Linked DNA regions of Hordeum vulgare: region 2 is linked to region 1. Evidence: chromatin contacts called from public Hi-C data. All regions are on one chromosome and are shown on one strand. Each heading gives the region's core, a stretch centred on a gene start, on an enhancer-like site or on the middle of the called end of the contact. The rest is flanking DNA. Distances are from core to core; before and after follow the strand shown. Region 1 holds the start of LOC123395940 (L-galactose dehydrogenase). Region 2 has its middle 40 kb from the start of LOC123396363.

What was found. A called contact is a pair of places that touch in the nucleus more often than the background predicts.
Region 2: a Hi-C map of leaf shows a contact between it and region 1, with 6 times the contacts expected there. The contact joins the enhancer-like site here to the promoter of LOC123395940 in region 1. A contact is called at or near these places in 2 of 6 Hi-C or Micro-C datasets (leaf and seedling).

What each region holds. Positions count from the first base shown.
Region 1 is chr5H:41,428,002-41,435,889 of MorexV3_pseudomolecules_assembly, reverse strand. LOC123395940 (L-galactose dehydrogenase) reads right to left here and starts at 3,349. Exons shown (of 5, transcript XM_045090963.1): 1 at 3,101-3,349; 2 at 2,783-3,011; 3 at 2,382-2,681. The coding sequence starts at 3,261.
Region 2 is chr5H:41,781,660-41,789,547 of MorexV3_pseudomolecules_assembly, reverse strand. No RefSeq gene overlaps it. Among protein-coding and RNA genes, the nearest start is that of LOC123396363, 40 kb to the left of the region's middle. Within about 2 kb of position 4,632, at least 3 of the 3 cell types and tissues checked have open chromatin away from gene starts, as enhancers often do. A contact at or near this core is called in leaf and seedling, where this site is marked.

The DNA.
Region 1 (7,888 bases), core at 2,100-4,599:
CGTGAGCTTGCACGCGCTTGATCGATGCTATGGCCTCGTCCTTCGATGCGAGCAGCACGAGCTAGGTGTTGTCCACCAGCAGGAGGAAGTATTCTTCCCGCTAGGTGTTGCCGGGTTCATCGGGCCGCAGAGATCACCGTGCACCAGCTCCAGTCGCTCCTGCGCCCAGAACTTGGCCTGTTGCGCGAATGACGAGCGTCGTTGCTTTGTCGGCCAGGCACGCGTCACTGAGCTGATCCACTTGCTCGACCACGAGCATCCTGCGCACCATATCCTGGCGCGCCAGCTTGCGCAACGCGTCGAAGCTGAGATGCCTGTAGCGCGCATGCCAAGTCCATGCCGTGTCCGTGCCCCCGTGCGCTGCGAGACACATAGGCTGCCCGATCTGAAGAACAACAGAGCACAGGCGATTTGGGGCTCTCTTTACCTTGGCGAGGAGACGTCTCTGCTGGTCACGCACGCGCAACACGCCGTCCTGGATCAGCACCTGGCAGCCGCTCTCGTCAAGCTGGCCCAGGCTAATGATGTGGGAGCGCAATCGTGGGATATAGTACACCCCGGTGACCGCACGGTGCTCTCCCGTCTTGCACGTCAGAAGGATCGTCCCTCGGCCGCAGATGTTGACGACGGAGCCGTCACCAAACTTGACAGTTCCGGTGACGCCCGTGTCGAGCTCGACGAAGACCGCTCGGTCGCCCGTCATGTGGTTCGACGCAGCCGTGTCTAGATACCACACACCTGCGCGGCTGCTGCCGCTCCCCTCGTGCCCAAGGTGGACCTGAACAGAGTCCTCGACAAGACGAACTGGGTGTCGTCGATGCTGTCAGAGTTGTGGTCGGAGAGCCCACAGGCTTGGACCATCAACAGGCTCTGCTCTAGTCCTCGCCGCCGGCCTGGACGAGGTTCGCCTGCTCCTTGATCCGAGTCTTGCACTCGCGCGCCAATTGCCCCTCATTGCAGTAGCGGCAAATGTCCTTGGACTTATCCCCGCTACTTGCATCGCGGCCACTGCCCTGGCCTCGACCCCCGCGCCCTTTGCCGCGTCCACGGCCACGAAGGAGTCGTCGCCCTCCCGCAGCTTCAGGCGCGCAAACCACTCCTCCTCAGTGAGGAGCAGTCTGCCATTGCTGTCGGCGGCGCTAGGCGCCGCGTTCAGCTCATATCTCTCCTAGGCGGCCTTCAGCCGCCCCATCAACTCCTCGAGCGCCAGGGTGTTGAGGTTGACCAAGGTCTCAATCGCGCACACCATCTGCGAGTACGCACTGGGAACGACCAAGAGGAACTTCCAAACGACAGCAGGCTCGCCGATCTTATCACCTAGGAGCTCGAGTTGTGTGACAAAGGAAGACAGGCGCATACCGAAATCGTCGATGCTCTCGCCGTCATTGAACTTGATCGCCTCGTACTGACGACGGAGCGTTGTCGCCTTGGCCTCACGTACGCGGCTCACGCCCAGCCGCATCGTCTTGATGGTGTCCCAGGCATCCTTCGTCGTGTCCTTCATGGCGAGCGTGGACGCCATCTCCGGCGGCACAGACCGCAGCAGGCACTCCATTGCTGTGTGATCTGTCTCCCGCTCCGTGGTCCCTTCATTGATGGCGACCCAGAGTTGGCGCGCCTCGAGCATCACCTGCATCAGGAGCGCCCAGTCACCGTAGTTCGTACGTGTCAGCATGGACCACGCCCCGCCGGTGTCGCAGACGACCCTCTGGTGCACAACCATGGCGCCGTCGTTGTTCCCCACCTCCGTCGGGTTCTTCGGGCTGCCGCGTCCCGTCATCTCCACAGGTCGATCAAGCAACTAAGCTTTGATGCCAATTGTCAGACGGCCCCGCCCTCGACTAACTCCAGCGATCACCGGAGGGTAAGAGAGGAAGAAAACGAGCGAGACTAAAGAAGGTTTTGCGCTGCAAACTACTGCAGCTTTTCTGCTCTGTTTCTCTTTTTTATTCGAAACTTTGCAACAGAATACAACGGAAATACAGGCCACGATCGGGTAGTGGACGCCGCCATCCCAGTGCCCCCCACGCATCGCCCGTCATGGCGCCTTGACCGTGCACTCGTGCCATCCCACAATCGGGTCAAGGCGCCGCAGAAAACGCAACTGAACCGAGGCGCAGCTCGGGCTTATTTTGACGAAAACAAAACTCTAGGACTGACGAAACTGAAACTTTTTGACACTTAAACACTAAACCTGAACTGAAGTTTATGCTAACAGAAGCATGCTATAATGTGTTATGCATTAGTCGTTTTCTTGATAAAATATGATGGTACCAGTATCTTACATCTCGTTGTTCTACGGACAATAGGTAATTGTGAAGAAATAGCTTGTCCTGCATATAGTCAGATGAAAATGAACACAAATCATATTACAGCAATACCTTGAGTTCTTCTGGTGCAGGGTGCCACTCAGGTGGCCCGTTATCCGTGAGAAGCCCCATAGCAAGGGGTGAAGCAGTGATCACCCCAACACCTTTGCTCTTTAAGTACGGTAGCAAATCCACAAGAGCAGTATCATTGATTCCGTAGTGGCAGTAGGACAGAACCAAATCTACGGAGCAGGGAGGCACCCGGTCAAGCACGTAGGTGAAGATACTCAACGGCAATCCAGTAATTCCAATGAACCGCGCCTTCCCACTCTCCTTGATCTTTTGGAGCGCAGGAATCGTCTCGTTCACAATCTGCAAACATCCAAACAGCAATGCATAGTGTTACAGAATCAATCATGGGTTAAGGCTGCCAGAGGGAATCTGTCGAACAAGTGGTGGGCGGCGAGACCGACCTGGTCCAGGTTGGTGAACTCGATGTCGTGGCAGTGAAGGATGTCGACGTAGTCGAGCCCGAGGCGCGCGAGGCTCTCGTCGACGCTGCGCGTGACGCGGGCGGCGCTGAAGTCGAAGCCCTCCTTGTAGCGGCCGCACTTGGTGGCGACCACGAAGCTGTCGCGCGGGACGCCCGCGAAGCGGAGGCAGTCCCCGAGCACCGACTCCGAGACCGTGCCGCCGTAGTACCTGGGAAGAACAGCGCCGGCTCAGGCCCGCGGGAGGCGGGGGCGAAGGAAGGGGGGAGAGTGGCGGGGCGGGGCGGGGCGGGGCGTTACGGGGATGTGTCGAAGAAGTTGATGCCGAGGTCGAGGGCGCGGCGGACGGTGGCGCGGGCGACGTCGCGGGGGACGTCGCCGAAGACGTTGCCGAGCGGGGAGGCGCCGAAGCCGACGGGGCTGACGCGGAGGCCCGTGCCGCCGAGGGTGCGGAGCTCCATTGCTTGGGTTGGTGTTGGTTGCGGCGAGTGGAGGAGGTGGGTGGTGGTTGCCTTGCGCTGGCTGGTGGTCCAGCTCGTCGTGTCCTTGTCTTCTCTCGGCGGGGAATTTGCCGGAGAGATGATGAGGCGGCCTCCACGCGCTACAGTTCTTTTTTATCTCTACCACTACTGTAGTTAGGCCTGTTTGGTTTCAAATAAGTCACCAACTTATAAGTTAAAAAATGCAAAAAGTGACTTATTTTGTCAAACAGACCTAACTTATAAGTCATCCCAACTTATAAATCATAAGTTGCTCCACTCCAACTTAAAACTTATAAGTCATCCACTTTTGCATGAAAAGGTTATAAGTCAGATGACAACCAAACAGACGTGACTTATAAGTCACTGGTTTTAAGTCACCTGACTTATTGAAACCAAACATGGCCTTAGCATGCACGTGCATTCTTTTGAATTCAAAATTTGAATTTGGCTTTTTACGCAATTGTTGATTTTTGCATGGTATGCAGAATTAAAGAATCATAACTGTAGCAAACATTATACTTACAAATATTATGTTTGATATATTTGTAGGAGGAAAAATGTAGTCATTTGTTAGTAGTATTCACTAGTAGAAAAAGAGGCTTTCGGCCGGAGCTGCAAAAGCCATTAGCCCCGGGTCGAAATAAACCCGAGCGGTTCGAGCTGTCAGGGCCTCGCGGGGCAATAGTCCTCGTTCGGTTCGACGCATTAGTTCCAGTTCGTGTCAAAAACCGGGACTAAAGATCCAGCGACACACACGTGGCGTGCCCCGGCTGGAACCGGAACTAAATGGTAGGCTATTAGTCTTGGTTTTAGACAAAAACCGGGACTAAAGTTTTGCCTATGTATACCCTCGCCCGTGCCCATCCTCTCCTCTGTTTTTTGGTTGTTGAGGTGTGCATGCCATGCTCTTGCCACCCTTCTATTTCATGCACATGAGGTGTTTGATGAAATGCCCGAGCCACATTACTTAAGCTTTCTCCTCTCCAAGCTCGACCTCCAAGCTCCATTTTCCTCAATATTTGTCTAAGTTTGACGGTGCATCAACTACACAAGTGTTCTAAAAGGTTAGCTACTTCATCCTTTCATCTCTCAGTGCTAGCTTAGCTCATTTCAAATGCTCTAGAAGTAGAGTGGTTTGTGGGTTTTAGTGTAGGAGTGTATGTGGGAGTTATTTTGATTTAGATGCAAAATTTGAGCTCAAATTAACTTCTTAGAGTCTGCACATGTGTAGGGTGCCGTCCCGTGCTCGTCCTCACCGTTGTCGATCGCCCGCGCCGATCTCGTCACGAGCACCATCGTGGTGAGCCTCTTGTTCTTATCTTCTTTTTAAAAGAAAAAAATTTCTTACTTGTATGATTTAGATAGATACTTGTATAAATTACTTACTTTCATTATTTTTTGTTATTATATAGTGCGATGGTTTTGGTATCCGCCTCCGTCGGCCCTCGTCATGTCTATGATTCGGATGTGGTATATATTATCTTTTATAACTGTTTGTTTTATTTAGTGTTTATGACAATTATGACGACCAACGTGACATATATTTTTTAATCTAGGAGGTATGTGAATCGGAAATTCCAACCCACATAGAAATTCTTGTCGAGAAGTTAAATTTGGTTGAAAAAGAAAACAATTACTTGAAGAAAAAATTGAAAATAATTGAGGAGAAGAATATGGAACTGGAGTTGCATGTTGCCGATGTAGTCGATGATAGCAAGTTGAAGATGGATGCAATGCACTTGAAGATGGATGAAATGCGCTTTAAGATTATGAATATTAGAAAATATGTTATTGATAAAGAGGCTTGGTATCATTATGTTGTTGGGTCAATTGTTACATTAGTTGCGATTTTGATCGCATTTGTTGTTGCATTTAAATGTTTTACATAGTTGTATGTTGTTTTATGACAGAACTTTATGTAATTATTTTTGCAATAATAACATTTGACCACTACTGTGCTTTGGTTTTAATGTGATGATGAACTTGTATTAATTTAGTCATTTCTCTATTCATGATGTTCTGCAATAGTTTTTTGATATACTTAATTTCATAATACAGATGAACCGTCAATGTATGTACGGTGACCAACGCACTTTGGAGTACATTACGAACCGGGACTAATGCGCGAGTCACACTTAAGTTCACACAAAATGGTATCCTCGACCGAGGTTAGCAACGTTATCCTTTTTCATCTGTAATTGATACAAAAATATTGCATGTGTCCATGTACGGTGGTCATTTCACTATTCATGTATGATGCAGATCGATGCACGGAAGCGATTGATGTATGGCGAACAACGTGGTTCCGTATTTATTGCAGGCCTGCATAAATTTATCAATGTGGCTGAGGCAAACAAAGTAGATAATTTTATGCCTTGTCCATGTGTTGACTGTCAAAACGTGAAGGAGTACTCTAGCTCGAAAACCATTCAAGGCCACGTGTTTCGAAGAGATTTCATGCCCACATATTATTGTTGGACCATGAACGGAAAAATAGGGGTTATGATGAAAGACAATGAAGAAGAAGATGATGATGACAACTATCCTATGTTCACTGAAGAATACGGTGATACTGCAATGGAAGACAATGAAGAAGGAGGAGGTGAAGAACGACCGACATCATATGAGCCCGCTGATGGTCTTGGTCGGGTCATTTCTGATGCAAAGAGACAATGCGATACAGACAATGAGAAGCTGAAGTTGGAGGCCATGCTAAAGGATCATAAAAAGTTGTTGTACCCAAATTATGAAGATGGCAGCATATGTTAGGTAACGTAGCATAAATTCAAAATTTTCCTACGCCATATTCAGATCTTCCTATGGAGAGACCAGCAATGAGAGAGGGGTGGGTGCATATTCATACCTTTGAAGATCGTTAAGCGGAAGCGTTGCTAGAACGCGGTTGATGGAGTCGTACTCGCGGCGATTCAGATCGCTGTGTGATTCCGATCTAGTGCCGAACCACGGCACCTCCGCGTTCAACACACGTGCAACCCGGCGACGTCTCCCGCACCTTGATCCAGCAAGGAGGAGGGAGAGGTTGGGGAAGATCTCTGGCAGCACGACGGCGTGGTGTCAATGGAAAGACGAGGTCTCCCAGCAGGGCTTCGCCAAGCACCGTGGGAGAGGAGGAAGGAGGGGAGCAGGGCTGCGCCGAGGGAGAGGGAAAACCGTGTGCAAAACAGCCCCCAAACCCCCTCTATATATAGGAGGAGGGGAGGGGGCGCCACCCCTAAGGTTCCCACCCTAGGTGGTGCGGCAGCCCCCCAGATTGGAGGTGCGGCGGCCAGGGCAGGGGGAGGGGTTGGCGCACCCCTAGGTGGGCCTTAGGCCCACCAGTGCCTAGGGTTTCCCCCCTCTCCACCTCCTGCGCCTTGGACCTCTTTGTGGGAGGCGCACCAGCCCACTTTGGGCTGGTTGCCCTCCACCTTTTGGCCCATGCTACCTCTTGGGGCTGGTGACCCCTCCCGCTGGACCCCCGGGACCATTTCCGGTGGTCCCGGTGGTCCCGGCACGCTACTCGTGACGCCCGAAACATTTCCGGTGTCCAAAACCATCCATCCTATATATCAATCTTTAGCTCCGGACCATTCTAGAGCTCCACGTGATGTCCGGGATCTCATTAGGGACTCCAAACAACTTTCGGTAACCTCGTATAACAATTCCCTATAAACCTAGCGTCATCGAACCTTAAGTGTGTAGACCCTACGGGTTCGGGAAACAGGCATACATGACCGAGACACCTCTTCGGCCAATAACCATCAGCGGGGTCTGGATACCCATGGTGGCTCCCACTTTCTCCACGATGATCTCATCGGAGGAACCACGATGTCATGGATTCAATCAATCCCGTTACAATTCCCTTTGTCTGTCGATATAGAACTTGCCCGAGATTCGATCGTCGGTATACCTATACCTTGTTCAATCTCGTTACCGGTTAGTCTCTTTACTCATTCCGTAGCACGTCATCCCGTGACTAACTCCTTAATCACATTGAGCTCATGATGATGTTCTACCGAGTGGGCCCAGAGATACCTCTCCGTCACACGGAGTGACAAATCCTGATCTCGATTCGTACCAACCCAACAGGCACTTTCGGAGGTACCCGTAGTGTACCTTTATAGTCACCCAGTTACGTTGTGACATTTGATACACCCAAAGCACTCCTACGGTGTCCGGGAGTTGCACAATCTCACGGTCGAAGGAAAATACACTTGACATTAGAAAAGCTTTAGCATACGAACAATACGATTAATGTTATGCTTAGGATTGGGTCTTGTCCATCACATCATTCTCCCAATGATGTGATCACGTTATCAATGACATCTAATGCCCATGATCAGGAAACCATGATCATCTATTGATTAACGAGCTAGCCAACTAGATGCTTGCTAGGGACACATTGTGATCTATTTATTCACACATGTATTACTGTTTCCTGTTAATACAATTATCGCATGAACAATAGACGATTATCATGAACAACGAAATATGATAATAACCATTTTATTATTGCCTCTAGGGCATATTTCCAACAACATAAAGCTTGGTACCACATTGGAGCTGTTGAAATGGAAGGCAGCAACTGGTTTATCTGACAAGATAT
Region 2 (7,888 bases), core at 3,383-5,882, 350 kb before region 1:
TAAAAACCGCGTTTGTAGTTTTGCGTTTTAAGGGGTCTGCTAGAAATTCTCAAGTCCGAACAGGCTTGTAAACATCGTCGGATGGTCTCTTGTACTCCCTCCGTCCCAAAATTCTTATCTTAGATTTGTCTAGATATGAATGTATCTAGTCACGTTTTAATATTTTGATACATTCCATTTCTAGACAATACAAGACAAGAATTTTAGGACGGAGGAGTATGTGTTACCGAGCAGCCACATATATTAAATATAGATCCTTAAATTCATTCAAATTGATGCACGTCTATCATAGAGGTGAGTATCACAGGTAATAACATTTATTGGTAGCAAAAATACACAAAATTTATTTTAAGTGCACAGTTCAAACAATAGCTCTTTGGTTATTATGATGAGTTCATATATGTTTTATAAGATCATTGATTACCTGTCTGTATATCTAATGATCTTGAAAATTCCGAGCATATATAGAAAATTGATAAACTGATATGCATCTTGTTGTCCAGACAATTTGTGGTATGCTGTCCACATAATTTGTAACCCTTCTTTAAGTGGATAGGAGTAACGACAAATGTCATTAAAATGGTGGCTTCACATATATTAATGTATTATTTTGAAGGTATTATTGAATAATTAATAAAATTCATGTACGCATCGTCGTGATAAATTTATGATTCACTTTATAAATTACCTCATCAGAATTTCAGATTCATGATTTTCAAATAAAAGTTTACAAAAATAATCATGATCACTCAACTCACTAGAAATTGGTTCAAGATAATTAGATTTTTAAAAAGAGTAGCAAGTGAATGAGGATCCATATGTATTTATTTTTCCTATTTACTTTTTTGTTTTTCACTGTTGACATGAAGGCAATAAAAGCAAGCAAGCAAGAAACGGGCAAACAGAAAGAAGGCAAATGAAAAGGCAATTTTTGTGAAGTGGAGGAGAGGAATACGAGAGGAAAATGGCAAATGATGTAATTGCAAGGGGATGAGAGTTGTGTGGAGGAACCTCATAGATCTTGACTTGATCTTCCCCGGCAACGGCGCCAGAAATCTTGCTTAGTCTCGCTGATGCGTTGGTTTCCCTCCAAGCTTAAACGGTGATGTAGCACAACGACGACAAGTATTTTCCTTAGTTAAGAAACCAAGTTATCAATCTAGTAGGAAGATCCACAAGACTATGTAAGCAGCCCCTACACAGAAATAGCAAATCCTCGCAACCCAACGCGTGGAGGGGTTGCCAATCCCTCGTGGGTAAAGTAAGGATATATTGATAGATGCAAATAAGAGTGATAGCAAATAAAACGCAACAAGGTATTTTTTAGTTTTTTTGATAATATACATCTGAAAACAAAAGGGCAACTAAAACAAAAACACAAATAGCAAAGTAGAGATTGCAAATAGATGAAGTGAAGTTGACCCGGGGGTCATAGGTTTCACTAGTGGCTTCTCTCGAGAAATAGCAAACTGTTGGTAGGCAAATTACTATTGGGCAATTGATAGAAGAGCAAATAATTATGACGATATTCAAGACAATGATCATGTATATAGGCATAACGTCCAAGAAAGTGTAGATCCGCAAGGGGCTAGTGGAGGAAATTAAATTTCTCTTGTTGATTTTCGTCCAATCTCTCCCCCTAGAAGATCAACCAGTTTTCCTGGCTAGGGGGAGAGATTGAACGAAAATGGAGCTTAGAGAAGCAATGGAGCTTAGGGTTAGGAGAGGTGATTTTCATGGGAAAGAAGACCCTTTTTATATAGTGGTGGGGGGGGGGGCGCAAATCCAACCGTTATCCCATAGGAGCCCGCACGCAAGCGGTACTACCGCTCATGGGAGCGGTACTACTGCTTGGACGACTCAACCAGTCGCATATGGCAATGTCATGAGGCCACGAGGCGGTAATGCCGTTGAAGCGGTACTACCGTTGTCCCAAGAGGTACTGCCACTTGGGTTGCAATGTAGTAGCTCTACAAACAGATGGGGGGGTAGGAGCGGAGGTAGTTTCGCCTAAGCGGTACTACGGCTCGTGAGAGCGGTACTAGCACAGATAAGAGGTAGTATCACAGCCTACTGCCATTCGTAGTTTGCTGAGGGTTTCAGGCCCAGAAAGAAGGGCGATAGTGGCATGGTACTAACAGGAGGTACTACCGCTTATGAACGGTACTACCAGGTTGTACTACCGACCAAAAATCGCTCAGTGTGACACGAAAAGTCAAGACACCTAAGCCAGCGGTACTGGGCAATGGCACTACCGCCCATAAGCGGTACTACCGCTGTCGAGAGTGGTACTTCCGTAGATAAGAGGTAGTATCGTTGTCTTGCGAGGTAATTCCGCTTGGTTCCTTGCGAACTAGACCAAAGGCAACGTCGGAACAACTCCAATGATGCGGGAAAGGAACAAAGGTGCAAACAAAAGTGTACGTGTTGATTTCACCCAAACCTTTCCGATGCGGACCCCCTCCTAATAGTATGGTTCTCCTATGACTCGGATCCACCGGAAAAGAAACACAGGGAAGAAACCATCTTCACTCTAATCCACCGAGGGGCTAGAATCGCCTTGTGTCAAATGATGAATTATCTGAAAGGCTTAATAAACACGATTAGTCCGCAAATGCATTGTCACCAATCACCAAAGCTATTGGGGTAGAAATATGCCCTTACAACAACTCCATTGCAGCGACCAAAACCGCATCCGCTTCTGCCCGCATTTTGTTTGTTTGGGTTCGCTAAACTGACAGGTGCACCCAACGCGAGCGACCCATTTGAAACAAACAAGTCATTTTCTTTTGCAAAAAAACAACAACAAGAGCTACCAGTAGGGGGCTTATACGGTCGTCGGCTAGGACGAATGCCGGATGCCTCCCCGCCTCCGCGTGCGTGCATGAGCTTCGGCAGGAACACACGTTCCCGACGGGGATGAGCTCCTGCGAGGATGGGAGCGTCTAGCCACTATGCAGCCTCCGCCCGCGGGAACGAGAGCCGGCAAGGACGAGCTCCTACAGGGGTGTCCATGTTCGCGTGACGGGCGTTGCGGGGACGAGCTCCTACGGGGATGGGTGTCGGTGTCAAAACTAGTTGATCTCGAGTAGGGGGTACGAACTGTGGATCTAGGGTCGATGGGTAAAAAGAGACGTAGAAGATGGTGTTTTACCCAGGTCCGGGCCCTTTTGATGGAGGTAAAACCCTACGTCTTGTTCTTATTGGTATTGATGGAGTAGTGCAAAGTGCAAAGTTGATCTAGTTTGAGATCGGATGTTATGGTCTAAACCCTAATCACAATGAGCTAAATGTGTCCTACAAGCTATGCCCCCTTGGCTTATATAGATACCAGGGATGCTAGGGTTACACAAAGTTGGTTACAATAGGGAAGGAATATGCCGATCACTACGTCGCCTTGAATTGTACGCCAAGTGTTCTCAAGAGTCTATCTAGATTCCGATACTTCTAATGGCGGTCGAACAGGCCCAGGGGTCCGGCCCATGAGAGTAGGAAGACGGATCGAGGACCCTCTAATCCCGGATTACCTCAATGGGTGCCTCCGACCACTTGCCCTCACGGGGATCTAGCTGAGCGACACCTGCCTTCATGCAGATTTTCTCGAGTGAGCGCTGTCGCGCCGCCATAGGCCACCGGAAGGAGCGTCCCGCGGCTCTTCCTCGGCTGGCTCGTGGGGGTGGGTTGGCTGGTGGGCGAGGGTGGGAAGAGAAAAGAAGGATATACTCTCTCTATTCCTAAATATAAATCATTTTAAATGTTTCACTAGAGGACTACATATAGATGTATATATAGACATATACTTTAAAGTATAGATTTGCTTACTTTATTTCATATGTAATCCTCTAATAAAATCTTTAAAAGACTTATATTTATAATCGGAGGGAGTAGATGGGATGTGAAAGGTGGATGAGAGATGAGCCAGTCTCGACACAAACGAACGAGGAGGACCCAAAAAACGTTCGGTTTATGTTTGTTTCGCTTTAAATTTGATCCAAATTTAAGATGAAATGGATCACAACGGACATAAATGGGACGGAGAATGAAAATGAGTGCTTGTACTGGGCACTGTTTTTTATTTGCGCGAACATAGACTGACGCTGCCGGACCAAATGTGTTGGTGCGTGGGAGTTGTTATTAGCCCGGTTCAAAATTCCATCGGCACGGTATCTATTGACGATTTTTCACCCTATATCTACGGAGGGTTTCTGTATGCGGGTACAGGCCACAGGGCCGCTGCCACGGCAGGGAGTCCGTATCGCCGCAGGCAGGATACCGGCCGCCGGACTCCTCGCCGTCGCGTCCACCGTCCACGGCCCGGCGACCGAGAAAGCCGCACCATATCATCTCGGCTTTGGCTCTTCTCTCCTCTCCCCCGTGATCCCGTCTGCACCGTTGCCTGCACAGCTGCACTGCATGCATGGCTGTGTGATGCATGGTGATGGTGATTGGCACGCAGATGCACAGCATGGAACTGGACCCCATGCAGCAGATTCGATGCATGCAGCTGAAGCATACATGTCTTGGCTCGTTCGGCTGATGGGGTGGAAAACCCGACGGCCCCCGCCTCCGCCCCCGCGCCGGACGTGACTGATTGCGACCGCGGTGGTCGTTTCGGTTCATGGCCGCTGATGATCGGCTTGCTGCTCCGGGGCCCAGCTCAGAGCTGCCGCCGATCGGTGCCTCGACTCGGGCTGCTCCGTGAGTAGATACTTCCTCCGTCCGGTCCAGCAAAGAGTGTACATTTTGCTTTAAAATTTGTATACAGTTATCTTTTCAATGCATTTTGAAATAACAAAATAACAGTTCAGTAATGGCAAAGAGAAAAAAGAAGAACAAAGAGAAATGACCGGGCCTCCCACGCGGTTGGACCGTCCCACCTGGGCTCTCCCTTACACAAGGCTTGCCCTGTGCTTGCTTAAAGCTATGCCTGTATATAGCTCGGGCCGGTTAAAACAAACCCGATGCTAAAATCCCAGGCCTGAGGCTGGCCCGGCCCATCATTGGGCCTAAATATGGGGCCCAAACCCGGTCTGACCCCAAACAAGCCTGACAAGGCACGACCGGCCTGCTCTGAATGTGGCTTAAATTTGTTTTGGCATACACCCGATCCCAACCTGAACAGAACGTCGGGCTGAACTTCACGACTCGAGCCTGACCCGATGGCAAAAATAGGCCCAGCCCAACCCAGAATCTTTGGGCCGGGGCGGATCAGGCCGTTCAGGCCGAGCTATTTATGGCCGAGTATACTTATAGCACCCACCGCTTCGCGTAGGTTAGGCTCGGCCAGTGGTTTTTGGTTTAAGGTTCTAGAACCTTTCCAAACCTGGTTTTTTCTATGTTTTTCTTTTTCCTTTCCCAAATCACAAACATTTTCTGAGATCTTGGAAAGTTTTCTCAAATTGGCTAACAAATTCTCAAATCCATCAACGTCTTTCAAAATTATTTTTTTGTTCTTTGAATTATAACCTTTTCATAAAAAAAATTATTTATAAAGTTGAAATTTTTTCATCATATTCAAAAATCTTTGTTAAATTCGAAATATGATTTTGAATCCAAATTTTCCCATCTTATTCAAAAAAAATCGTCAAATTCAGAATCTGTTCTTGAAATCAAACTTTGTTCATCTAGTTCAAAAAAAATGTTCGTCGATTTTAACATTTGTTCGTCAATTTTGAAAAAGTTCATTTAATTTAATTGTTTTTCACGAGATATATAAAGTGTTCATAAAATATTAATTTTTTCTTCCTCTCAGAAACTTTCCATCGAAAATTTAAAATATGTTCATGCTTTCAGAAAACGTGAAGTTGAATTCGTGAGAATATTTTGAATTTCTTTTTTTTTTGCAAATCCCAAAATTTTTAAAGAAGCGAAAGACAAAATAAAGGAAACCAAATAAATATAAACGAAAAAACTGGGGAGCCCCGTCCCGCACCTGGCCCGACTGCCTTCTTATCCGTCGCGCAGGCTGTTGTATAGAGCATTTACTATTTGGAGCTGCAGTGTTGGTTAGCGTCCATATTGTTAACAGGCGCTTGCAGCGTTCGTAATTGGACCTGTCATATATATTCAACTGGAAGGCAGCTTTCTCCAGTTTTGTGAAGCCTCTAAAAGCTTTCTACCGTTCTTTTGTTTAGGTTTTTTAAGGACTGGCTTTTGTTCGTTTTTATATTTTTCTTTTTGTTTGTTTCTTTTCTTTACTCTTTGACCTTTTCTTTTCCATTTCCTTTTTATTTTTTAGAAAAAGCACAACTATTTTAAAATTGGATCAACCATTTTTCAAACAATAAACTTTTTTCAAAAATTCATTGAACTTTTCTGCATATCGATGAACTTCTTTTGTATTTCGATGAACTTTTGAAAAATTGATGCTTTTTCCTCTGAAAATTCAGAATATTTTCCAAAATTGATGAACTTTTTAAAGATTTGTGAGCGTTTCCCAGTTCAATGAACTTTTTGAATTATCCATGAGCATTTTTTAAAATTTATGAACTTTTCTCTGAAAATTGATGAACCTATTCTGAATCGATGAACTTTTTAAAGGTTTGTGAACATTTTTTAATTCAATGAACTTTTTTGAATTTCAATGAAAATTTGAAAATGGGATAATTATTTTTGAATTTTTCTATTTTTTTACTTGGTTTCTTTTTTCGGGTTTTGTGAACTTTTTAAACCCACAAAGATTTCTTAATAAACTCATGATTTTTTTATTTCAAGAAAATATTGAAAATCGTAAATACAGTTCTTAATGGGCAGGACGCCCTTCTCGGAATGCTCCCGTTATATAGGAGCTCCATAAATTCGCATGTGACGCATTGTTCTTAAAGAAAAGGCTAATTTTCTCTTAAATTATAGCACGACGATTGCTCTAAAACTAATATGTGGACGAGGGCACGAGGGGGATAGCAAGCGCTCACGCCCATCCCTCATGGGTGTGCTTGCTGTTGAACAGTCCTCGTGGGCCAGCTTTTAAAAATGTGGGTTTTTTTATATAGAAAACCTAGAACTATAAAAAAGCATGAATTTAATTTTTTTCATGAATTTGAATTTTTTTCACAATCTCAAAAACATTGACGGGTTCAAAAAGAAAAGGTTTATGGATTGAAGAAAATCATGAACTCGAAGATGCTCACGAATTCGGAAAATTTTCATGGCTCTGAAAATGTTCATCGATTTCGAAAAACAATGTTCATGAATGCGAAAAAGTTTGTGCACTTTGAAAAAACAAAGGGTCACGGATTTGAAAAAAGATCATTGGTTCTAAAAAGAGAGTTCACAAATGGCAAAAAGTTCACAGATTCTGAAATAACAATCTCAGATTTGGAAAATGTTTGAGGATTTGAATATATTCATGCATTTCAAAAAACCTAATGAATTTGAAAAAGTTCACATTTAAAAAAAAATCATATGTTTCAAAAAATAAGGTTCATGAATTATAGGAAAAGTTGACGAAATTTGAAGATTTTTTAATTTGAAAGAAGTTTGCTCATTCCAAATATTAAAATAATTTTTTAAAAATAAGGTTTCTTTGCGGGGAATGGGGCCCGCATAAGAAAAGCGTCATACGAGCGCGAATAGGAATTGCAAGCTGGCATGTTCACAAGAAGAAGAAAATGAGCACGGGACGATGAATCATTGATTATACACAACCACACTTGGAATTAACCTGTCAAAATAATGTGTAGATTGTATTTGTTCAAAAGAAAAAATCTTGTAATCTAAATGGACTGATCTTTGCATGGGTTTTTCTGGGAGTTTGATTCTAGGTACGCTTCTCGATAGTCTTGCCGGTTTTTGACAAGGAGTACATCGAGAGTGCAACCAAGATATTTAAGTTTCTTGGCGGAGCACGAAAATTGCAAAGTTTTGATGGTTAAAATGATGAGAACTT